Linked DNA regions of Mus musculus: regions 1, 2 and 3 are each linked to region 4. A link is a contact called in public Micro-C and promoter capture Hi-C data. All regions are on one chromosome and are shown on one strand. The core of a region is the stretch at or near the end of the contact, and the rest is flanking DNA. Distances in the headings are between cores, read along the strand shown. Region 1 overlaps Ric1 (RAB6A GEF complex partner 1). Region 2 holds the start of Slc1a1 (solute carrier family 1 (neuronal/epithelial high affinity glutamate transporter, system Xag), member 1). Region 3 overlaps Slc1a1 (solute carrier family 1 (neuronal/epithelial high affinity glutamate transporter, system Xag), member 1). Region 4 holds the start of Jak2 (Janus kinase 2).

What was found. Promoter capture Hi-C pulls out the DNA fragments that hold promoters and counts their contacts. Hi-C and Micro-C count contacts between places; a contact is called where the count stands out from the background.
Region 1: a contact with region 4 is called in a promoter capture Hi-C map of the C10 cell line, with 2.6 times the contacts expected there. A contact is called at or near these places in 7 of 39 promoter capture datasets (the C10 cell line, the HPC-7 cell line, liver and 1 more), 3 of 130 datasets of targeted methods (the 230-238 cell line, bone marrow-derived macrophages and large pre-B cells) and 1 of 9 other capture datasets (adipose tissue).
Region 2: a contact with region 4 is called in a Micro-C map of embryonic stem cells, with 5 times the contacts expected there. A contact is called at or near these places in 3 of 39 promoter capture datasets (the 3T3-L1 cell line, embryonic stem cells and hippocampal neurons), 2 of 484 Hi-C or Micro-C datasets (cerebellum and embryonic stem cells) and 4 of 130 datasets of targeted methods (embryonic forebrain, embryonic stem cells, forebrain and 1 more).
Region 3: a promoter capture Hi-C map of hippocampal neurons shows a contact between it and region 4, with 2.3 times the contacts expected there. A contact is called at or near these places in 2 of 39 promoter capture datasets (embryonic stem cells and hippocampal neurons), 3 of 484 Hi-C or Micro-C datasets (cerebral cortex and cortical neurons), 1 of 130 datasets of targeted methods (embryonic forebrain) and 3 of 9 other capture datasets (adipose tissue, embryonic stem cells and pancreatic islet).

The regions. Positions count from the first base shown.
Region 1 is chr19:29,559,998-29,565,737 of GRCm38.p6, reverse strand. It overlaps Ric1 (RAB6A GEF complex partner 1), which reads right to left. Exons shown (of 26, transcript NM_001081319.1): 4 at 3,646-3,753. Among named protein-coding and RNA genes, the nearest start is that of Ric1, 41 kb to the right of the region's middle.
Region 2 is chr19:28,833,424-28,839,330 of GRCm38.p6, reverse strand. Slc1a1 (solute carrier family 1 (neuronal/epithelial high affinity glutamate transporter, system Xag), member 1) reads right to left here and starts at 4,196. Exons shown (of 12, transcript NM_009199.3): 1 at 3,999-4,196. The coding sequence starts at 4,089. The region is part of intron 2 of Gm52404 (a long non-coding RNA gene); the gene reads left to right.
Region 3 is chr19:28,904,734-28,911,368 of GRCm38.p6, reverse strand. It overlaps Slc1a1 (solute carrier family 1 (neuronal/epithelial high affinity glutamate transporter, system Xag), member 1), which reads right to left. Exons shown (of 12, transcript NM_009199.3): 9 at 6,635; 10 at 5,842-6,036; 11 at 1,804-1,938. Among named protein-coding and RNA genes, the nearest start is that of Plpp6, 56 kb to the left of the region's middle.
Region 4 is chr19:29,249,699-29,255,391 of GRCm38.p6, reverse strand. Jak2 (Janus kinase 2) reads right to left here and starts at 3,589. Exons shown (of 25, transcript NM_008413.4): 1 at 3,274-3,589; 2 at 2,873-2,955.

The DNA of each region.
Region 1 (5,740 bases), core at 1,403-3,902, 310 kb before region 4:
AATAAATCTTTTTTTAAAAAAAGGAATATGATGGAGAGCAACAGATGTCACTCCCGCCCCCCCCCCCAGGAGAATCTACATAAGATACTCTATTTACCTCAATTAAAAGTAAACAACTTGTTGAACAATGGCTGGTGTCCATCGTTAATGAATAGTTCTTCAAAATGTTGAAAAATGGGCTTTGTCCCAAGCTACCCAATTGCCACTCTCAATTAATTTTAGGATAAATGTCAAGCCCAACAAATTAGGTCTTTTCATGCTGTACTGGTTTTTAAAATGTTCTGAATATCATCCTTAGTTTTAAGTACATATAAAAGTTACACTGGCACAGTGGGAAATTTCCTAAACAGAACTCCAATGGCTTAGGCTCTAAGATCAAGAATTGATAAGTGGAACCTCATGAAACTGGAAAGCTTCTTTTGAAAAGCATAGGACATGGCCAATAGGACAAACTGGCAACCTACATATTGGGAAAGAAAATCTTCACTAACCTCACATCCGATAGAGGGTTAATATCCAAAATATATAAAGAACTCAAGAAGCTAACCTCCAAGAAACCAAACAAACCAATCAAAAAAATGGGGTGTAGAACAAAACAGAATTTATAACAACATAATCTTGAATGTTGAGAAGCATTTAAAGAAATGTTCAAAGTCTTTAGTCATCAGGGAAATGCAAATCAAAATGACCCTGAGATTCCACCTTGCACCAATCAGAATAGCTAAGATAAAAAACTCAGGTAACAATACATGTTGGTGAGGATTTGGAGAAAGAGGAACACTCCTCCATTGCTGGTGGGATTGCAAACTGGTACATTCACTCTGGAAATCAATCTGGAGGTTCCTCAGATAATTGGAAATATATCTACCTGAAGACCCAGCTATACTACTCTTGGGCATATACCCAAAATGATGCCCCACCATGCCTCACATTTCTCAAACATGGGTATTTTTCAATTTAGGTTTCTGACTGAGTTCTAAAGGATTTTATTAATATGGTAAATAAGGAATATCATGGATGCATCACATTCTGTCACATCTAATTTGAAATAGAATAGTATTTCTGATTAACCAATTATTAAAACTCATAATTACAAATATTTATCTTTTAAACATGCTCTATATTCAAGTAATAATGAAAGATGGATACTTAACAATAATCTTTACTTTTTATTTGATCAAAAAGAAAAGGTGACAGTACTTTTGCTCCTATATGCAAGAAGATAACCATTATTCCTAATTTTAATTGATTACATTGGTTGTGATAGTAGAAAATAGCTGATTGTATAGTCTTTTAGTGTCTTCTCTCTTATTTACAAGTGTTAATAGGGATAGGGAATTTCCAAGAAGTATGTATTTGACCAGCTAATGGTGTTTAAAATGTAATTCTTTCTTTGGATGTTTGAGAGAAAACTGAGATTGCCAACCATCTAAACTTGCAGAACCCTACTCTTATACAGGTGGAAGCCATTGTCTTAGTTAGAGTTTCTATTGCTTCTATGAAACACTATGACCAAAAAGCAAGTTGAGGAGGAAAGGGTTTATTTGGCTCACACTTCAAAATCACTGTTCATCATCAGAGAAGTCAGGATAGGAATTCAAACAGGGCAGGAACCTGGAGGCAGGAGTTCGTGCAGAGGCCATGGAGGGGTGCTGCTTACTGGCTTGCTCCTTATGGCTTGTTCAGCCTGCTTTCTTATAGAACCCAGGACAACCAACCCAAGGGTGGCACTACTCACACAGGCTGGGCCCTACCCCATCAATCACTAATTAAGAAAAACACTTTATAGACTGTCTACAAGCCTTTTTTATGGAAGCATTTTCCCTTCTCAGATGACTTTAGCTTGTGTCAGGTTCACATAAACTATCCAGCAATGTCATAAAATTTGGAAGCAATTCCTCCCTTCCCTTTGGTGGTGCCAGAATTAGAACTCTGGGCCATGAGCATGGTGAAAACATGCTCTACTATTGAGTCCCCTCCCGGTCCAGACATTCTTTTTGTAAAGACTTTCTATCCTGTTTCCATGTGCTACATGGCTTTACCACCAGGTGGAGCCATAAAACCAAGTTGTATTGTCCTGCCTTGTTTGGTGCCCACATACATTCAAAATTCCTTCTGCATCAAGTCTTCTAACTTTAATAGTGTGTGTGTGTGTGTGTGTGTTTGTGTGCGTGTGCGTGTGCGTGTGTGTGGTGTATGCACATCTATGTTCACACATATGGCGGCCAAGGAGTATACTGCTCTATCACACTGTACCTCACTCCCCTGAGAAAGGGTCTTCCACAGAACTGGAGCTAGGCTGGCAGCCAGCAGTCCCTAGCAATCCTTCTGCCCACGTCAGCACTAGAGTTACAGGCTTGGCTGTGATTCCACACATATTTTTATGTGGGGTAGAGTATTTGTACTTGGGTATCATGCGTATGAGGCAAACACTCTTACACACTGAGCTACTTCAAGTTGCATTCTTTAAAAAGGGCTTTTATCATGAGCAAATAAAATCTGAAGTGATCAGTAACCTTTGATCAACACAGTGAACATACTAAACTAAAATGTTTCAGTTTAATCTCATTTAAGCAAGTAACAAAGACTTTCTTCTCCACTCGGAGACTAAAGGATAAGAGCACAGACTACACAAGGGAATGACAACAGCTCACGGCTCAAATGTCAACTCTGCTGTTTGTTCTAGTGAGTGGTGGTTTAACAACAACAACAAAATGGTGAAAGATGCCCTTCGTTTGAACTATAAATCAGAGAGGTCTTTTAAAATGTTGGAATTACATTTTTATATAGTCCAATAGCTCCATACTACAGTAATATGCTCAGTCTTTTTGTTTTTAAAATTGTTACACTTTTATTTATTTATCTGGGGTGTGGGTGCTTGGACATGCCACGGTGCATGTTTGAAGGGCAGAGGCCAACCTTGGGAATCAATTCTTCATTCCTACCACGTGGGCACTGGGGAAGTAACTCATTAGGTTTGGAAGCAAGCACTTTTACCTACATCTTCCTGGTCCATGGCTTAATACGTCTGAAAGGTACCTAATAAAAAAACTTTTCCCTAAACCTGTCCCACTAACTTATGTACTCTTCTAGACAACAAACTTCTAATACCATTTAAGACCAAGCATTCTTACCACTGTATACACCTTGCTCTTTAACCAACAGTGTATCTGGAAAGTCTCTTAAAGATTGAGCCTCATTTGTTTTCACAGCTGTGTACTGTTCACAAAAATCATGTATGCAGAGGGAAGGACGGTAATAAATAAAAGGCCAGCCATGAAGCACTTAAGATAGTAAAGTGAAACTGAAAAAAAAAAAAAACATTGAGAATAGAGTTCTGTGCTTTAGTAGTTCTTACTGCCTTGTCACACGACATCTACTCACACTGCAATCAGAAAGCTTAACACTCCTTCAAGTGTACTCGTACTTCCAAGAAACACATGGAGGCTGCAGAGAGCGACAGCTCCCTCTTTTCTTCTCATACATGATTTTATTTGAATCTTTTAGTATGTTATCATTCCATACAATCAAACAGTTAATTTATACATTTTGAAATGCAAACAATTTTCTTGTTTGTCATATGATTTAATCAACTACATGGTCTTTTGTGGTCAGAAAATCTCAAACTTAACCAGCATACCATACCTCATAATGGGTGCTTGCAAATCCAGTATTTTCTTCATTTCTAAATTCAATGCTGGGGCACAATGTTCTTCCTTAAAATGAGGTATCCCCTTCATTTGTGGACTTCCTCTAAGAGAAATAGCACAAGGTTAAGACAAAGATATTTATTTTTTCCCCCAATCTGTACCTAATAGGCATTCAATTAAATAAATATAACCAATTTACAGACTATGTGCTCATTTTATAGATTTAAAAATGAAAGTCAAACTTGAATTCTATCACAGTAGATACATTTATATACCAACTAGATATATGGAAGCTTGAGTAATTTAACTTGTGTTGGGGGGCTGAGAGTAAAAAGCAGATGGAGGAAAGGAGGAAGGGAGAAAAGGGGAGGGAAGGGGAGAATTAAGTTGAACTCTCAAGAGAACCAATTTTGTTTAAAATGACTAAGAGTGCTTTCCTACCTAGGAAATTACAGAAGCAATGTTTCATTCCATACGCAGTACTATATGGTCGAAACTGTTCATTTATTTCACCTTACCTCACACCTTATCTTTGATTCCTAGTCTGTGGCTTTTCTTCAGGATTAACGTCAGATTCAGGGATGTATTTGGTTATTTCACAAATGACTTGGCACTAAATAACAAATGGTGTGTGTATTTAAATCCATGGTGATTAGTGGCCGCACAAGAATAGGTAGGCCAATGTCAGGAAACTGAGCACACACCTCCTAAGAGGACTACAGAAGTGTCTTGGATTCCTCATCTGCACATGCTATCAGCAGACTACAACTCTTCGCCTGTGTAGGGACTTGACAGTTATGGGTCTACTCAGGGTTTTATTGCTATGAGAAAGACTGTGACCTAAAGCAGCCTGGGGAAGAAAGGGTTCACTTTGCTTCTACTTCCACATCACAGCCATCATTGAAGAAAGTCAGGCAAGGAACCCAGGGCAGGAACCTGAAAGCAGGAACTAATGCAGGGGCCATGAAGGAAGGTGCATATTGGCTTTCTCATGTCTTGCTCAGCCTACTTTCTTCTGTACCAGCTACAATAGGCTGGGCTCTTTCACATCGATCATTAACCAAGAAAATGCTCTACACAGATTTGCCTAAAGGCCACTCTTCCCAGGCATTCTTTCAACTGAGAGTCCTCCTTCCGAGACGACTCTAGCTTGTGTGAAGTTGACATAAACCTAACCAACACACTATCTTTTGTGGCAGCTATCAATTTTGACAACAACTGTCCTGCTTATATCACATCACTTCTCTTTCTAATCACCTCCCACCCTGCAATTCAATTTGTTAACACTACAATAGCTTTTGAAGTTTCTAATGTTTGTGAGAAATCACTTTACTTTGCTGCTCAGAAACCTGCTTTGCTTTCTTTTTGTTTGTGGATTTCTTTTTTTTTCTCCCCCCACCCCCCTAGATAAGCTAGATGGTAGTGTATTGTCATCTTGCTGCTGTGGTAACCAGGAATATTTGCGTCTTTCTATGTCTGGCAGGCTAAGCAGGTTGATACTCAACCATTAAGGTTAATGTAACAACGATCTTTAAAAAGAAAATGAGAGACTAATTTACCAGAGTCACATTGAAAGTGGTAATCATGCACTCTGTGGTCACTGTCCGAGGACATTCGCCAAGTCTAAGTGTTTTTAAAGCTAATTTTACTTTAAAAAGTAGTACTTAAGCTTCAAATAGTGCTGGAAGACTCAGGAAAAAGGAAAAAAGAATGTAATCTTTGGAGATTCTGATAACAAGCTAACCTTAGAGAAAGCCCCAAGTTAAATAAAATGGAGACTCCTGAGAGGCCGGTCACTTTAAAACTATGCACTTCAGAGACAGTCATGGTGGGAACCTGAGCGAATGCTATAGTTTTCTCTTGTATGTAAGAAAAATCATGTCACACATGCTCAAAGCATTTTTTTAACGTTTTTAAAAAATATTTATTTATGTACTATAGCTGTCCTCAGACACACCAGAAAAGGGCATTTGATCCCATCACAGATGGTTGTGAGCCAGCATCTGGTTGCTGGGAATTGAACTCAGGACCTCTGGAAGAACAGTCAGTGCTCTTAACCACAGAGCCATCTCTCCAGCCCTCAAAGTAAT
Region 2 (5,907 bases), core at 2,947-5,446, 420 kb after region 4:
ATTCCCTTGCTCTTCCACAGCAGGCTGCCTGGAGCAGGCTGTCTTTTTAGCTTGCTAGAACATGAACCTGGTTCACCATGTCACCCTGTCCTGTTCTCCTCTCTATCTCGACCTTCTAGCCCACGCCACCCCACCCTGCTATGCATGCAAGAAGCCAGGATGCCCCAGATATCTGTGCAACTTGTTTCCTACCTGGTCTCAAACTCACTCTGTAGACCAGGCTGTCCTCACAGAGACCCACCTGCCTCTGCCTCCTAAATGCTGGGATTAAAGGCGTGTCCCATTAAGGCAGGCAGGAACTCACTCTTGAATTCTGCTGTACCAAGGCCAGGGAGACAAAGAGCTGAGTCTGGAATCACGTGAGCCACAGCAGATTCCTGTCCTTGGGGCTGTCAAAGACTTGTCAGAAAATGGAACAACAAAAAGCAAAGGTCACCTCCAAATGACCACTGTCAGGAGTCCCCAGAGCCACCCAAGGCAGGAGATGCAAGAGTGGCTAAGGGGGTTACTCTGAACTTGGAGGAACTAACTCAGAGTCTGAACAACACAGGATCACTTCCTCAGAGCTTCATAGGAACTGCTCTGCAGTGAACAAGTTTGACAGCTCCCCATGATACGAGCCATATCTGTGGCCTTTTCTGAGTCCCCAATCTGGGCATTGTAGATCTCTCCACACATAGCCTGGAGGAGGAATGATGCTTCCTGCTGCGAGTACGACGAGGAATCCACAAGCCTCTCCCCGACATCATAACCTACTCCATGTTTATAGCTCAATTCTCACACATAGGAATTCTGCTTGGACATCATTCCCACTAGGAACACAGCATTTCTTCCTGCTGACTGTCTGCGAGTTGAGAACCAGCCCGGGATCTAAAACAAAGTCATCAGCTCCTCCTGCTCTCTCTTCTAAAGTGGAAAATATTACAGAGACTGGTATTGACCTTGATAATGAAGCATGCCATCGAAACCCTTGGGTTACCACGGACAGCAGGCAGAGAAGAGACTCCACTCCTAAAGAAAATATTTATTCTCTCCTATTTAAGTTCGTATTTTCTCCAATGTAGCATTTGCTGGATGCCTATTGTATGCCAGCCACAAACTGGGTATTTCCACGTTATCTTAAATCAACTCTGGTCACAAATGTCCTCAGTTTTTTAAGAAGGAGCTGAAGGCCCCTGAGACTAAGCAATGTTCCTATCTAGATAGCAGCACCCAGACTCAAGTCCAGGGCTCCTGACTAGGCTCTGTGCTTATTCTCCTGCACTATGGGGTCCAGGAATGTTTTTAAGAGTTACGGTGAACTCAATTAAAACGATCCTCTCAGGCAAAAATATTATTTTCAGAATTTTGTAGGGTTTCACAGAAATTATCAAAAACAGTCATCTACTTAATTCCAATCTGGCAAATAAGGATTTGTCAAACATTTATCTCAACGCATCTCTCCTTGGCCATTAAAATCCAAGTTAACGGCACACATCTAATGAAAGTGATCTTTAATTGTACTTTCCCTCACAAGCTGTATCTCAGAAACTCAGAGGCTTTAAGCAAAACATACACACACATTTTCTGAAACCGTCTCATATAGCTCAGACTAGTCTCAAACTCACTATGTAGTTGAGGCTGACCTTGAACTCTTGATCTTCCTGCTTCTACATACAGGCTTGGCTTGTACCACCCTCTCTCTCTCTCTCTCTCTCTCTCTCTCTCTGTTTGTGTCTGTGTGTCTGTGTCTGTGTGTGGCAGGGGGACTTTGCTCTTAGTTTCACTGACCAAAATATTTTGCAGAGTCATAGCTGCTGACTTATCTTGGGGGCCAAATATTTCCATAGATATACTCATATACTCAGAAGATTTCACTAAGGAACTAACAGCGTTTAACATTTTTGTTTTGTTTTGTTTTGTTTCTTTTTTAATGTCTACATGCAAAAAAAAAAAACCCTCCCAAAAGAAGGCTTTGTGAGAGCTCTGGTAATTTTGCTTGCTCAGTTCTGGCAGCTGCAGAACAGCTGACCATCGTAACGCAGTAAGGGCTAACAGATACCTAGGACCAGGGGTTTGGATCCCATTGCTTGTTAACCAGGCCGGCCAGTGTCGTCTGAGCAATGGGAGGTTCGAGTTTTCATTCAGAGCAAAGGTTCTCGGAGTAGCAGGGAGGAGGACCCCAGCAAGTGTCTGCTCGAGCACCCCGATGGTATTCTAAGCAGGAGGTTTCTCATACCAGAGTGGAGAAGAGCAAGGGACTGACTGCCTGTAAGACCTCAGCAGGGCACTTGCAATTTTACATGGCGAATTTATGGGCTCAAAACTAAATTCCAGAATCAAGTTCCTGTGGTTCACCTACACTAAAACCAGGTCCACTCGAGACCACAGGTCATGCCTGCAAAATAAGAGGAAACAAACCCTTTCTTGGCCTGAGGACTTTGCTTATTCAACTGGTCCAAAGGCCAATGAGCAACTAACCGGTAGGCTTCCTTTCTGGAGCAGGCTCTAGTGAACTGGTATGTGAACTGTGGGGCACCCACACTCATGCCAACTGCTGGTGGCAAGCACTTGGTGACCTAGTGGGATCTCTGCAGTGCCCAGGGCTTCAGACACACAGAACTGGGAAGGAGCCACAAGCTTTGCTCACCTCCAAGGCTTTCAAAACAGATTTAAAAATAAATTCTGTCTTCATCATTGGGAAAACAAGCAAGGCTATGTCTTCTGATCCATTCAGTCCCTTGGTAGGAGCTGTTCTTTAAATGTAGTGATAAACCTTTCCCCAAAACGCCCTAAACCACTTGGCACTGGGAAAGTGGACACTAGTGGGTTCTTTTGCACTCCTCTCCTCCCACCAACATCCTCTGTTAATGCGATTCAGGATGTTATTTATTTACTGGAAGCCTGACTTCCCTTTGCATAAGGTTCTGGAGGAACCCATGTGACCCCAAGGATTCCATTAACTTCCAAAGGCATTTTATTTTTGGCGGGGAAGACCTTGGACAGGAGCAGGCAACACCAAGCATTCCCAGACTCAGGAGCAAGGTGCAGTGCCCAGGGAGAAGGGGCTGCCCCATCGTCCCCTTTCCAGCAGAGGCAGCTGTAACTTCCAGATAGAGGGTGGAGCCTGGCTAGGAATCCACTTTCTCTCAAGGTGCACCTGTCCTTACCTGCTGGATGGCCCCACCTGGGGTGTGAAGACCCACAGGGTTCCCACCCTACAGCACATTGCCAAGTTTAGGTTATACAGACAACCTGGCCAGAAAATGAGATTCTAAACACAAGTAACTCAAATCTCTGAGCAATGGCCCGGACATCCACCTAGTCCTGGCTCAGCGGTATGTCAGGCATGGGCCACTTAAATACACCCAAGTGTGAAAACAAATAAAAGCAGCTTATATTATTTTCGATAGAAAAACGTGGTGAGCAGCTTGCCCAGGAGGAAGAAGGGGGTTGGGTTCTCTCAGCGCTGGTTCCCTGTGGCCTCAGTGAACCACAACTGCTGGCTCAGAAATGAGGCATGAATCTGACTGGAGAGGTACCCTCTAAGAAGGTATCTACCCTCTGCTCCAACATTCCCAAGGTCTCCACCATTCCGCGGGCTCAGATGTCTCTTTAAATCTGACAGAGAACAGTAATTCATACAGTCGCGGTTGGGCACGAAGGTGATGGTGGTGGTGGTGATGGTGGTGTGTGCAAGTGGTGGGAACAGTTAAGGATGAAGATCAAATTAAACCCCATTTAACCCCGCTTGTTTTCAAAGGACCCCTGCCCACCTTTCACGCGCCCTCTGATCATTTTGGAGAAAGCAGAGACAGCAGCCCGTGGAGCACCAGTATGGGGGAGGGAGGGGGTTAAGAACATTGTTTCCCCCGGGTGACACCAAAGCGCTCTGGTTGATCTGGAGCTTGGGGGCCCAGTACCGGGGAATGCGGGCAGCGCGTGCCACGCCGAGCCCACCCGGTCCCGCACGCGGCCTGGCCTCGGGCACGCGCCTGGTGCCCCCGCGCGCGACTCACCTAGTACCACGGCGGCCACGGTGGAGAGCAGCAGCCAGTGATTCCGTAGGAAGCGGCGCCAGTCACATCCCGAGCTCGTGGGCTTCCCCATGGTGAGCACTGACGTTTGCGATGAGTCGGGTAGCCTGGCCGATGCGAGATGCGGGATGCAGGGCACAGTGGAGACAACGCGCACCGGCCGCTGTCAGCGCTGCCACTGCCGCTGGGGACCGAGCACGGTGGTTTTGCGTGGCGGGCGCGCCTGGCTCCTCCCGCCGCCGCTCGCTGCAGCGACCGGGCCAACCAGCGAGACGGAGGGCGGAGCGTCCCGGCGGGATGGTGCGCGTGGGGCGATCAAGTCCCCTTGGGCTCCCGGTGGAGGTGTCCCACCGAGGAGCTTCTGACCCACTACGATCCTCACCAGTCTCCTTGGGGACGCACAGCCCTAGCCCAGTGCGAAGGGATTTGATATGGGACGCGTTTCTGCCTTGGGCCTCAGGCTTCAGAGCCACAAGAAGGGACACACTGTCAGAGCAGCTTTGGGGTGACGCACTGTCAGCAGCTTTGGGGTTTTTTTTCCCCACGTGATCTCTGATATTACCTGCGGGACTATTTAATTCTCTGATATTCCCTGCGGGATTATTCTCTGACTCGAGGGTCAGACAGGATCTGCCCGGACCAAGGCTTGGTTGTACACCTTGCGCGTGGGCGTGGTCATCTCTTGCACAACTTAACAAATGCACCCCTAGGGACTCGCCTTGTGGCCATTACTGGGTAATTAAGGCCTGCTGGTGTGGGAAGGTGGGCGGGCCTATTCTATCCCCAAGGCCAAATACCTTACAGGGTGTAGTTGGGAGAATCTGGGTTAGTGTGGTCACACACTTTGCTACCTGAATTTCTTATTCTGGTTTTACTCTTACTTAAGCAGACTCCTTTTTTTTTTTTTTTTTTTTTTTTTTTTTTGGTTTTTTGAGACAGGATTTCTCTGTATAGCCCTGGCTATCCTGGAGCTCACTTTGTAGACCAGCCTGGCCTCGAACTCAGAAATCCGCCTTCCTCTGCCTCCTGAGTGCTGGGATTAAAGGCGTGTGCCACCACGCCAGGTTTTAAACAGACTCTTATCTCCTTAGCATATCACTAACTAAGTGAGCCCTGTGCCCTTTTTGCATTCTGGGGTTTACTCTTTAGTTGGCTGTCAGGGGACTCTCCTTGACCAGATTACTCGACCACTAGAATCCCCCAATTAAAGCCTCATTCTTTTGGTTCAGAGTGATTTTTAAAAACCCTTCAAAAGACAATGGATTAAGCATTATTAACCATGCACACTATACTATGAATGATCTCACCTCCTTTCCAGGTGTTAAATTCTCAAAAGAAAAAAAGAAAAAAATCAGGAGAGAGGAAACTCCCTCGAGATTACTGGTTTCTTGGGGGAAGAGCTGGGAATAAAAATTCCCGAAGAGGGCAAACTATCAAGGAAAAGACTGGAGAGATGGCTCAGCGGGTAAGAGCACTGACTGCTCTTCCAGAGGTCCTGAGTTCAATTCCCAGCAACCACATGGTGACTCACAACCATCTGTAATGAGATCCAATGCCCTCTTCTGGTGTGTCTGAAGACAGCAGCAGAGTACTCATAAGAAAGAAAGAAAGAAAGAAAGAAAGAAAGAAAGAAAGAAAGAAAGAAAGAAAGAAAGAAAGAAAGAAAGAAAGCTTTCTAAAAAAAAGAAAGAAAGAAAGAAAAAGATTCACTCTACAGGACAGAGGAGGAGGAGGGATTGAAGTGAGAAGCCCACCTCCGTGTCTGGTCATTGAACTAATTCCTCCTATATGGGAATGTTGAGGGCGGGGGGAGGCACCCAGAGCTCTAATGAGAAGTTGCTCCAGTCACTGGTTTGCTTGACTCAAAGTTTTTTGGGGTTTTTTTGGGGGT
Region 3 (6,635 bases), core at 1,764-4,263, 340 kb after region 4:
ATAGACACAGAGGGCTCTAAGGATGGCTCAGAACTCAATAAAGTTTTCAGCTTTGACTTCTGTTTTGTGGGTTCCCCAGGTGTGATGCCCATGGTATTAGGAGCTCTCTATTGACTAAGGTGAGAGAATCTCAGTACTTGGTTGGGGTTTGGATGGTGCCAAGTCTGTGGGCTTCAGGTGTGTCCCTGGTGTACTCATTGCTTTACCAAATAAGGTCACTCCATGGACAACCTGGCAGGGACATGGAGGAACAATGAGGTCCCTGAAAATGTAGACCAGCCCGGAAGTGGGGTCCTCATTGATTCGCCTGCATTGTGTCATAATCCCAGACAGGCTGGAGAAGGGGCCAGTGGCAGAGAGGCCTAGAGTGACGGCCTAGAGAGGGTGTGTCCATTTTGATGCTGAGATTGGGTGAAAGAACTGAGAACGCGGTCACATTTGTGGAGATGATACTTAGGAAGCCAATGGTGACTACACGTGACAATGCGCATGCCTCTGTCAGGGACTGCACTGGGCCAGCATCTTTGTATCTTTTTGTTTTGTTTTGTTTTGTTTTGTTTTGTTTTGTTTTGTTTTTGAGACAGGGTTTCTCTGTATAGCCCTGGCTGTCCTGGAACTCACTTTGTAGACCAGGCTGGCCTCGAACTCAGAAATCTGCCTGCCTCTGCCTCCCAAGTGGTGGGATTAAAGGCTTGGACCCTCATTCATCTTGGAAGCAAAAGTCACTGCTTCTAGGAAATATCAGGGTTTAAGTCAGCCTGGTTTCTTCTTTTACTTGAAACGGCTTCCATACCAGGTACAAGCTTGGAACCTCCACAGCATGACCATGTCCCTTTCTCCAATCTTAGCTGAGGTTCACAAACTGTTCGACCCTGGTCTTTCTCTAATAGGAAGTGAGGTTCAGTATGGAGCTATACTTACTCTGATGGCAGGGGCAGAGCCAGAACTTGGAACTAGAAGGTAGATGTATAGACCTGAGTATCAAAGAGAAAGCCAGAGACCAGGCTGTTCCACTTTCAATTTTGGGTGTCAAAGAGGCATCTTTCTTCACAGATGTTCTGTGTATGGTGTGTGTGTGTGTGTGTGTGTGTGTGTGTGTGTGTGTGTCTGTGTAAGATAGAAGAAAACGGTCTGGGGCTGAGAGGTCGGATTGACTCACTGCCATCATAACACTAGAACTTGCCTTCTGTTGAGCCATGTACCGACTGCCAGCCTCACTTCAAATGCCTCATATGAGCCCATTTGGTCCCTAACAAGCTACTGCGGTTAGGCATGGTTTTTTCCATCTCATAAATAATGCAATTGGGCCTCAGAGAAGTTAAGGAGCATCCACAGGATCCTAAATCTACTAAGATATCAGATGAGGATTTAGACACAGGCACGTGCTAAAACCTTTGCTCTCATCACCAGCCCAGAGGATGCCAAAGATGCTTGGAAAGATGCACTGATGTTGAAGCAGGCGGTCCTGCTAATAATGAAGCTAACTCGGGACTGGGATGTGTAGGGATAGACTTATCCTGCTCCTTCACTCCACTGTCTCATGTTTAATCTTGTCCCCCACCCAGCCCCTAACCTTAAGTGTCACCAGGGATACCAGACTGGTGGAGCTTACTGGCTTTTGAGAACCCCTGCTGAAGTTATGAAGAGTTCATTTTAAGCATGTTATCAGGCAGCTTTGCCAGAAGGAAATGAAAGCAGTAACAGACAATGCGGGGCAGAAGGCCCAGCCCAGCAGAGAGAGTCTGCATGGCTGGGAAGCTACCTGCCCAACCAACCCAGGCAGGGGCCTTTGTCCCAACTCACAGGAGCCAGTCAACAGCAATGATCAGGGTGACGTCCTCGGCAGGCAGCCCCACAGCACTCAGCACGATCACCATGGTCACCAGGCCAGCCTGGGGCACCCCAGCAGCTCCAATGCTGGCAGCGGTGGCTGTAATGCTAGAGCCAAGACACAATGGCAGGCAAGGGTTAGACATCCATTTCTCAGGCCTCAGGTATGACACAGGCTCCATGGCTGCTGTTACAGTTATGGTCCCGTTCTTTACACTTAGAGCCCATTTGCTAAATAACCAGTTTTGTCGTGTGTGTGTGTGTGTGTGTGTGTATGTGTGTGATCTGCCCAACCATCCAATACACACATACACACACACACACATACACACACACACACACACACACACACACACACCTGTACAAGTGCACACCCCAGAACTGTAGGGGCTTAAGAGGAGCAGGATGTCACAGCAGGAGGAGAGCATGTGGCAGGTCACTCTAAAGCTAACAAGTACTGAACAGCAACAATCCACAAAACGGAGGCAGTTACGTAGAGGGAGGGCGGGGATTTATCAATTTTTTTTATACAAGTATTTTCATAAAAGGCTTTACCTACCCACCCTTGCCTCCTTCCTCCTCCAGTCTCAGCTGTTCAGTCGTTTACAGAGCACCTAGCATGTGCCAGGAATTTCAGTTGTCTCGGGAAGGGGAGCAGAGGGGGCGGTAGAGTGGATTGGCAAGGATGTCTGAGGCGAAGGCAGAGGGATAACGTAGTGGTTATGTAGGCTTTACATAATGCCTGGCCATCACAAGACTCTTGTCTTCTCTAAGAACATCCCTTAAAGGCACCGAATTGAGAAATTGTGACACTGTCCAAGGTACAAGCATTCCTGACTGCTCCTTCAGGCCAGCAGATGTCCTTTGTATAAAAGGAAGAGCGACTTGGAATCTTAGGTAGTTCCAGGTGAACTTCATTACCATGTTTTTGACAAGATCCCTCCTGAATTCACAGTATAGGGCATAGGGGCATTTCTCCTGGTATTGTCCAGTTTCTCACCAGCAGTGTGTTTATTTTAATTGGGCCATTCTGGAGAAATCAAGGCTCACCGTGTCCTGAAAACCCACTGAATGGGGAGAGCAGGCAAGGCCACCCACAGTGCTTTTTGGAGCTGTGGCCTCACCCTCAGGGTATAAAGTATCATTTCCAGATGCGGGTGGGCTGAAAGGCAAAGGTGCAGAAACTGCTGATGTAAACTAGACAAAGCCCAGATCTAGCCACAGATGCGTATTCCTGTGGGTCCCAGAGGCCTCTGGATTCTCAAAGAGGCTCTGCTGCCCATTCATCTGCCCAGGGCTGTCTTACAGGTCAACAGCCGGGCAGCTGCTTTGCCTAGTATGTTTTCCTGTAGAGGCTATGGCTACCAGTTTACAGTGACTTTGTTCTGGGGTTGTATCAACATTTCTGAAAGTTTTAGGCTTATATAATCCAGGGGGGCTATCCTTCCTAAATCCTTTTTGAAAAAAAAAAATCCAACTTTATTTCAATGATGGTTGAAAAAAAAATTAAACAATGTATCAAGGGTTTTTCTTTATCAGAAGAGATTTGTGCCCAGGCTCATTGATCCCCTTGAAAGCCTCAACACGTGGTTAGCCATGTCCTTACCAGCGTGAGGCTGGGCTTCAGAATTCAGTCAGTCAGAGACGACTCTGCTCTTGAGCCTTGGACTTGCTCACAAAGCTTCTGTCATTTAGTTGGCTTTGGTGACATTGAGAACATTCTGTCTTCAGGTAAGGGGAAATGGATGAAAACCTATTCATTGTTCAAACACATCCTGCCTCAGCACAGCCGAGCCTTCAGCTTCCAAGAAACAAGGGTCTGCCCTAGCGCCCAGGCTTAGCAGGACTGGAGGGCGGGCTGTGGGGTAGCATGAAGTTAGACAACACATCTGGCTTACATTCCTGGTTCTGGCGATTCTTCAGCAAGGCACTTCTCCGGATCTCAACTCCTCGCCTGCATTTGAGGGGTTAGATGTCTGGACAGCGTTTGTGTAGACAAAACCCTGAAAAGCCAGGATAGTACCTGTGCAGCAAACTCAGAACACGACACTTCTGCTGTTCTGCCAGGATCAAAACACACGCTGCTCTGAGTACAGCAGCCACCATGGGAGCAACACTGTCTGAGAATCCTGAGGGACCAGGAGTCTGACAGCTCTCAGGTAAGTAGGCAGCCAGGGAAAACACGCTCTACTTTCCCATAAACATTTAAGATGGCTGGCTTCCTTCTTCCTCTTTGGGGTAAAGCCTTGATGTTTTTCCTGCCAGAGGAAACTGCCTGGCGTTGATTATCAAATAAGGGAGAGGGGACTCTAATGATGGGAACCAATCAACTTTCTGAGTTCCCCAAACCATTGCAACAGCCCAAACCAATCAACTCTGATAAAGAGAACTCATCTCACCATCATATGAAAGTTTTGGCTCTGCCAGAAAAACCCAGATTCCGGATCCTGGATCCTCTTTCCAACTGGAGGAGTCTGTTTCCCTGTGTACTTTTGTGTGCTTTCAATAAAACCAGGCTGAGCGCTGCAAGCTTGCTTTTTCTTTTTACTCTGTAATCAGCCAAGAGGAGAACTCTGTTCCTGCATCCCCAGTTAACCTGACTATTTGAAAGTCCAACATCCCAAGTTCTCCAAAATCTAAGACTAATGTGACACTATGGACGGAAAATCCCACAGCTGATCTCACACGACAGATCATAGTTAAAATCTAAGCACTACACATACTTCATGAAATCACGGCGACTATAGCATAACGTGTACGTGAAACATAAATGAAGCTCACCCAGGTTCATCTGAAACTGACCCTTGAACCTGAACTATGGTGCTGAGATCAACAGGCATCCCAGTCTGTCACACAGTGCGTTCCAGCAGAGCTGTCTGTAGCCATGAGTCTGTTCCATAGCCGTGCTACCCAGTTCAGCCAGCCATGGGCCACACGGGGCTACTGGCTAGTAACGCTGCCCTAGGACACAACTCCAATGGAACTCACCACCAATGTCATTTCTCCTACCTCCTTAATCAATGTTCAGGCTTCATTTGACTTGAACTTTTCTTGGCATCAGACATGGGGCATTTTAATCTTTGAAAGCAAACCTCTTGACCCCAGGTTTCCTCGATGGCCCTGTTTTCCTCCCACCTGGTTTCTCCCTCCACCCTTTTCCCCTTCATCTACCTCTAATAGGATTTTATGAGGTTTCTTCCTCAGTTCCCTCTTCTCTACAAACTCTTCCCAAATAATGTCACCCATTCCTTGCATTTACTGCGGACTCACTGTGTAGGCACCAGGACCTTATAAGCATTCTCTTAAATCCAGACACTGGCTCTCTGATTCACTAACTCTGAGGTATGCCCAGTGTAGGTCTTGATCTAGGCCATTTGAGGACTTACTGATCTTCTAGTTTGTGGTCCCTGCTCCCATCCAAGCCTCCCACCATACTGCTAATTATCTTTAAAATGAAAATCTGTTTATCATATGATAATAATCTGGACTCTTGCTGGGTTCTGAGATATTTCTGCTGTTCTGAGCACTTATCCTTTGTCTTTTCTTGCTATTCCCATTCATCTAAGCTTTATCCATACTGTTTTCTCCTCTAGGAATCCTCCTTTCCTCTTCCCAGGTATGTTTGATCCTTCTCTCGTTGGGGCCCCCATGATTCCCCATCAATTTTCTGTGAGAGTCCTATCACAAACCCAGCATTTATTTGGGTATCTAACCCTTGTCCACCAGGAACTCCCGTTTGAGCAAGAACTGGTGCTAGATTCAACCTTGAATCTTTGGTGTGTCAACTGTCTGGCACCTGTTGGCCACAGTGAACTGAACAGAGAGCTGCTTCAGCAATCCATCTCCTGAAGCAGGAATTGCATGCGCCATGAATCTACCCCACCACGTCTTGGGCAAGGGACTTATAGACCAGCAGAACCATTTCTGGGCCCTTCTCGGTTTCTCTCCACGGACCGTGTTTGCTGGAGGCAGTCCAAGCAGTGATGTAGTGAGAGCGCCATTGTACCTCACCTGATGGTGACGATCTGCCCAATGCTTAGGTCCAAGCCATTCAGTTGCGCAATAAACACGGCTGCCACAGCTTCGTAGAGCGCAGTGCCGTCCATGTTGATGGTGGCACCAACAGGCAGCACAAATCTCGTGATCCTCTTGTCTACCTGGTTCTTTTCTTCCGCACAGCGGAATGTAACTGGCAGGGTTGCCGAACTGTGGGATCAAGAGAAAAGACTTTAGGTCTAAGAAGGCCAGGCCTCAGTTTCCACCCCCAAAAGATCCTCATTTCCTAAAAGGTGAAAAAAGGGCCCCAAAGCATGCTGGTAATTAAGAAAATAATTTATTCTAATTTTATTTTATGTGTATGGTATTTATGTTTTGCTGAATATATATCCTTATGCTTGGTGCCCTCAGAGGCCCAAAGAGGGTGTTAGATTTCCAGGAACTGGAGTTACAGGCAATCATGAGCCATTATGTGGGTGCTGGGAATTGAACCTGGGTCCTCCCCAGTCCATATGCTGGTACTTTTGGCCAGACCAAAAAACAGGAGGTGCTGTGCCTACCACTGCCCGCCCCCCCCCCCGCTCCCCCCCCCCCCCCGTCAGAATCTTTCCTGGGTATCAGGCCACATGGAGAGTATAAGAAGTACTTGGAACGGTAGAGAAATACAATACATTCAAGAAGATAGACAGAAAGTTTAGGCACCATCTCTCAAAGGTGCCTATCAAAACTAGAAGCTGCAGTCATCTTCACCAAAAGCTATCAGAGCACTATCTGGCGGCTTCTCCCAAACACTTCTCCTCCTGGTTACC
Region 4 (5,693 bases), core at 2,340-4,839:
TAACAGAAAAAAAAAAATCTTTGCCAACCAATTTAAATCAGTGATTTTCACAGTGTGGTGGTCCTTGGAAAACAAGTAAGAAATGCAAATGTACAGGTTCCACTCCGGACTTACTGAAACACAAACTCTGGAGACAGAATGCAACAATATATATTTCAGTAAATCCTGTATGTAATTCTAAGACCCACTGGATAAAGGGACCGTTCTGTAGTAGCTGGAAAGAGATGCGAACCCACCCAAAGTCTTCCTTGAGGAAGTCAAGTAAAGGCCTAATAAGGCTTTGGGGCAACTGTCAGAAAGGACTTAGCCTGGAGTGAGGAAAAATGCGATTGAACAGTGGGAAAGGAGGCTCTTAAGTAATGCTGTCAAGTCTCTCCTATGGCGACCCAGGAAATACAAACAGAGCGATTGAGCACGGACATTGAAGCAGTGTCTTGTCTAGGGGCCTTTACAACTCAGATAAACTATTCCTGCTCTATGAAATGGTGGGGAAATGTAGAGGGCTCAACACTGTCTTTCTAGCCAGCAAAGTATTATTAAAATAAGAAAGGCCTGGTTGCCATGGCAGCAGGGAAGCAGAAGAGAAGTTGGCATCTTAGTATCTCAGACAACAAAAGCTCTGGCACAAAAGCCTTTCAGGGACATTCAAGATCCAAATTACAGCAGTAGTATAAAATATCAGTTTTCATTTGGGACAAAAAGATTATCAAAAAATGTAGTGGTAAGAGCCCTGTGCAGAAGAAAATAAAAACTATGAAGTGTCCAGAGAGGCAGGTACACAAGAGGAGTAATTACAATGTGAATGAACCTCACAGACAGCATGCAGGCATTCTTAGAAGAACCTAGCAGACGTCATACAGGCATTATTAGAAGCAGGACATTATGCCATTATGAACTAAGGCTTTGCATTGAAAACTGTTATCAGAAAAGCCAGCTGCAACCAAATGAAAATGTTCCCAGACTATCTCCACTTGAGGAATCCTGAAAGTTAGCAATTTATTTATTATTTTTAAACCAAGGAAATACTCCTTGTTGGGTCAAACAACTTAGCATTAATACTCTTGGGGGGTCTGGTGCTGCTCTGATTCTGACAATTCCTCAGCCCCTTGGTATCATCCTAAGCACTGCCACATTGTCATTTCTTGTTCCACACTGTCATACACTAAATAGCAGCTTTTCATACAGTAAACTCTGAAGATACAGCTTTACAAAGACACACACCCCCATAGGAACGGATGGAACTTCCTACCTCTGAAACTACCTCAGGTTAAGTGGTGAGAGCCAGCCTTCCCTGGTGCTCTAACACCTGACACAGTTTGGGAAACTAAGAACTAAGCGAGGGAGCCTAAAAAGGAAAAACAGTGTAATGGGGGAGGAGCAAAGGACAAGTCTTTGCGCATCTTAACCACCAGGGGGCAGCACCACGGGGCTTAGGCATCAAACCCTTCCATACAGAGGCTGTAGATACACTAGCATGCAGTTTCTCTATGCTCTATGGAAGCCGCACCAGGGACTGACCAGCTACGCACGGGCCAGCTAGGAACCTCCTTTGCCTGCCCAGCTCTGAGAAGCTAAGACGTTCAGAAGCGACCAAACCATTTACTGCTCTGCATGCATCCAATCGACCCCCACACAAGGTTCTGAGAAAGTAAATTTTAAGTTAACACTGCTGTTAAATGGGAAGAACACCATTATCCTAACTTAAGACTGCACGCTCAGATCTAACTCCAAAGCCAATGGTCTTCTCTATTTTGCCAGAAAGGGATCCCATCTTTCAAGAATAGCCTATCTGGGTAAAGTAGAGAAAAAAAAATATGTTTACTTTTCACACTCAAGACACCTTACTCAAGACACCTTCAAATTACAAAGGAAAAGACACTAAAAGAAACAAATGAAGCCCGGTGGGTGGTGGTTTTAATCCCAGCATTTGGAAGGCAGAGGCAGGGGAAATCTCTGAGTTGGAGGCTAGCCTGGTCTACAGAGCAAGTTCCACAATACTCCACAAAAGCCAAAATAAACATAAGTGCTTATCTAGCCTCCACACACTGCAGCTCTCCTGTACAGGTAAATGCTCATGCCTGTAGCACCGCTCAGTACTCTCAGGATAAGTCCTGGGCACATCCAGTCTGCAGACGTCCCACACTCAAGCCAGCTCACATACAACCAAATGATCTTAATAGCTGGAACCGTAAACAGTAAACAGGTAAAGGATATAGAGAAAGAGGACCAGAAATTGATGATTCATTTTCAAATCCGCTGGGAACTATATGAGAATATTTGCAGTAAGCCAACAACTCACTCATACAAACCTATTATGAAACCAAAAGCAACCTCCGGCTTCTTTATTCCCACTTCTGTTTCCCTTCTCCGCATTTCTCCTCCTCTCTGTGACACACTCAGCGGCTCGGTCCTTTCATTCAGGGAAAAGGAGTTTCCCCTGATAGACTAGTAACCACCGGAAAGCAATCAACCAACAAAGCAAGCAGGTGAATACAGGAAGCATTCAATGTGGCAGCAGAAACCCAGCAAAAACAACCAATTTGTTCCCTCAACAGGTTATTTCAATTCCTTGAAAATTAAGACTGGGGAGAAAGGGGGAGAAAGAGACGACTTATTGTTTTCCTCTGCAAGACCACACTGTAAAACCAACAAAGACCGCTTCTTTAAGGATCCAAGAGACACAATAAATACCACCCAATTACTCTCCCACAGCAACAGGAAAAGTTCAACACTGCCATTTTCGCAGTAAGCAACAATTAGTCCTGCCGTTGTACACAAGCATCCAGCCTTCTTAGCAGGCACTGGCTCGCAGATCTCAGACACCCTTGTCTTTAACTGCAGCACCCAGGCAGCCCCGAGCGCTAACACCCACCTTCGCGGGAGGGAAAAAAAGGGCCTCTTCTTCTGGGGAGGGAAAACAGTTCACATCTTGTTCCCGTCGCCTGCTTCAGGAACCTAAAAACAGAAGCAGCAAGTCACTAACTCAAAAACCCAGGGCCAATAGATGCTCTCTTTTTTTTTTTCTGCGCTGTTTAGATGACTAGAAAAATGTACAGAAGAATAAGAAAGAGGGGGGGTCGGGTTCTAAGGCACAAGGGGATGCATGCATTTATCAACAGCTAGCCACTCCTTCCTAGGCTGTCGGAAACCCGCAGGTTTTCTAGCTTTGAAGTTCCCTGCCAGTAGCAGGGGGCTAAGGGGAAAGCAGGAGGCGGGATCGCAGGGAGAACCGCTGCCCCCCGCCCCCATCCAGCAGCCAGGGACTGCACCCACCGGCGACACGGGTCGGGCCACACAGGAGCGCCCCGAGGCGCGCAGGATCCGCTCCTCCGAGACGCGTCGGGCGGGCCGAGGTCTAGGGAGCCCCCGGGCCGGGCGCAGGGTCGAGCGGCCGCCAGGCTGGGCCCTCGGGGGCCCTCCCGCGCGGGCTTGGCCCGCACTCACATCCCGCAGCGGCGGACCCGGCAGCCGCCTGCAGCCCTCGCCGGGACGGACGGGCGCCTCCGGAGCCGGGGCCGCGGCCGAGGCGCCGACGCCGCGCGAGCTCGCCCAGAGCGGGGGCCCGCCCAGCCTGTCAGCGCGGCGGGAGGCCGGCGGTGGCCGCTGCTGCCCCCTTTCTGCTCTGCCTCAGCTTCCTGCAGCCCACGCCACGCCCACCGCGCGCCGAGCCCGTCTCCGCCCTCCAGGGGCCGCACGCCGCCTCCGCTCGGCCCCGCGACGCCGGCTCAGCTGCCCTGCTCGGCGGGCTCCGGCGCGGTGCAGCTTCGGGAAAGCGGCCCCGAGCGGCGGAGCGGGGCGTGGGCAAGCCGGCGGGGGTTGGCGGGGGGGCGGAGGCCGGCACGCCCCACTGCGCCTGCGCCGCCCGCGGGGCCGCTCTGCGGGGCTGGGCCGGGACGGGGGAGGCGGCCGCGGGCTCCGGGGAAGCGGAGGCGCGCGTGGAGATTCCCGGGGCAGCCCCCGGGCGAGAGCGCGCGAGGAGGAGGAGGAGCGGGGCGGGTGCGGGTTGGCGCAGCGTGCTTGCGGCCTCGGCTCGCGGAGGAGACGGCTGGGAATGAGTCAGCCCGGCCGGGAAGGCCCCGCTGCGTCCGAGCTGATAGGATTGGCGGCCGCTGCCTCCGCGGAGACTTTCCCCTTCCTGCTTTCGTTTCCACAGGCGGCTCCCTGCCCTAAGCGCTCGGCCCAGGGGACGTGGCACCGTGGACCGGGCGCTGAGACCCAAGTACCTGACTTCAGTTAACCACCACTTCTGCGAAGGGACCGCTTGGAAGAAGAAACGACGTATAGGGTCCCAAAGAGCCACGTTCATTCATTCAAGAATTTGTTCCCTGCTAGGCAAGGGCTCCCAGGAGAGGAGACGAAGGCAGCACCCATTCTGCATGTGCTATTCTCATAGAAGCCAGAAAAGAGGCTTTAAATCTGCACTGCTCTTTGTGTGTGATTGCCAGTAACGGGTACACACACACACACAAAGGTGAGTGGAGATGTTATTTTGAGATGACCAGAAAAGACCTCTTAGAGTGGCATTTGAGCAGAAATGTGAAGGATGAGAACGATCCAGTCCTGGAACTATCTGGTTTCAAGAAAGAAGCTAACAATGAAAAGGATTCTGAAAAGGGAATGTGTTTTAAGGACCAAGAAAGAACCCTCAATGGAAGACAGTAAAAGGAAAGGGGCTAAATAAGAAGACAAAGAAATAACTGGGGTCATTCTGTATAGGGCTTCTTATTTTTTCTCTTAGCCCCAGGTTTGTCAACCGAAATGAAGCATTCACAACACCCACGTCCCCTTATATACGTGACGGATGCTGTTATTCAGATCTTACATCTATTGTTTTTTTTGTTTTTTCCTTTATTTTTGAGTCTGTGAGCCTGGAACTCACAGAAATCCTCCTACCTGCCTGGGGAATGCCGAGATCAAAGGTGTGGGCCACTACACAATGCATGGTTTCTTTTAAGTAAATGTCACCAAAGCTAAAGATAAGGTGGGCAAGAAAAAAATAGATGATTAACAGTAAGCTTATAGGATTTAAGTCCTTTGTCAACCCACACAGGAAAACTGAGTAACTTGTTCATTCTCATTTACAGTGAAAATCATTCTCGGTGAGGTAAGAGTGAGCCAATGATAGTCTTGAATGTTGATCTCTCTTCACTCTGTAGTAGAATGCTTTCCAGCACTAGATGCGATTCCTAGTAGAGGCATAAGCTAGAGATTTGTTCCACCTGTTAATCTTTTCACAGAGTTCCTGCATTCTCTAATAAAGATAAGGGAGAGTTCTGAGGAATCGGACAAAATCTTTTATGACCTTCAGAAACTCTGCACAAACAAGTATGGGGTGGAAGATAAGACATTTAGATTTAGGACGTTTAGCATGGCCAGACTGGAAAAATAAAAGTCAATAGCTAGTTGTCTGCTGTGGCACTGGGTGTAGAGACAGGAGGCAAGATTCTGTCCTTTCTCTGTGGTAGCAGAGCTGCCTTCCATAGGCAAACAGTAACAAGACTGTATCGCTGTGTGAGATCAGCCCTTGTGTTCTATATCTTTGTATAGTTCTTAGGCTGTTGTGCTATAAAGCCAGCCATAAGTGATACCACACTCAGGAGGCTGGGGCAAGAAGGTTCTGAGTTCCAGGCCAGCTTGGGCTACATAGCAAGACTTGGTTTCAAATAAACAAAGCAAGCCTAGGTTGGAAAATT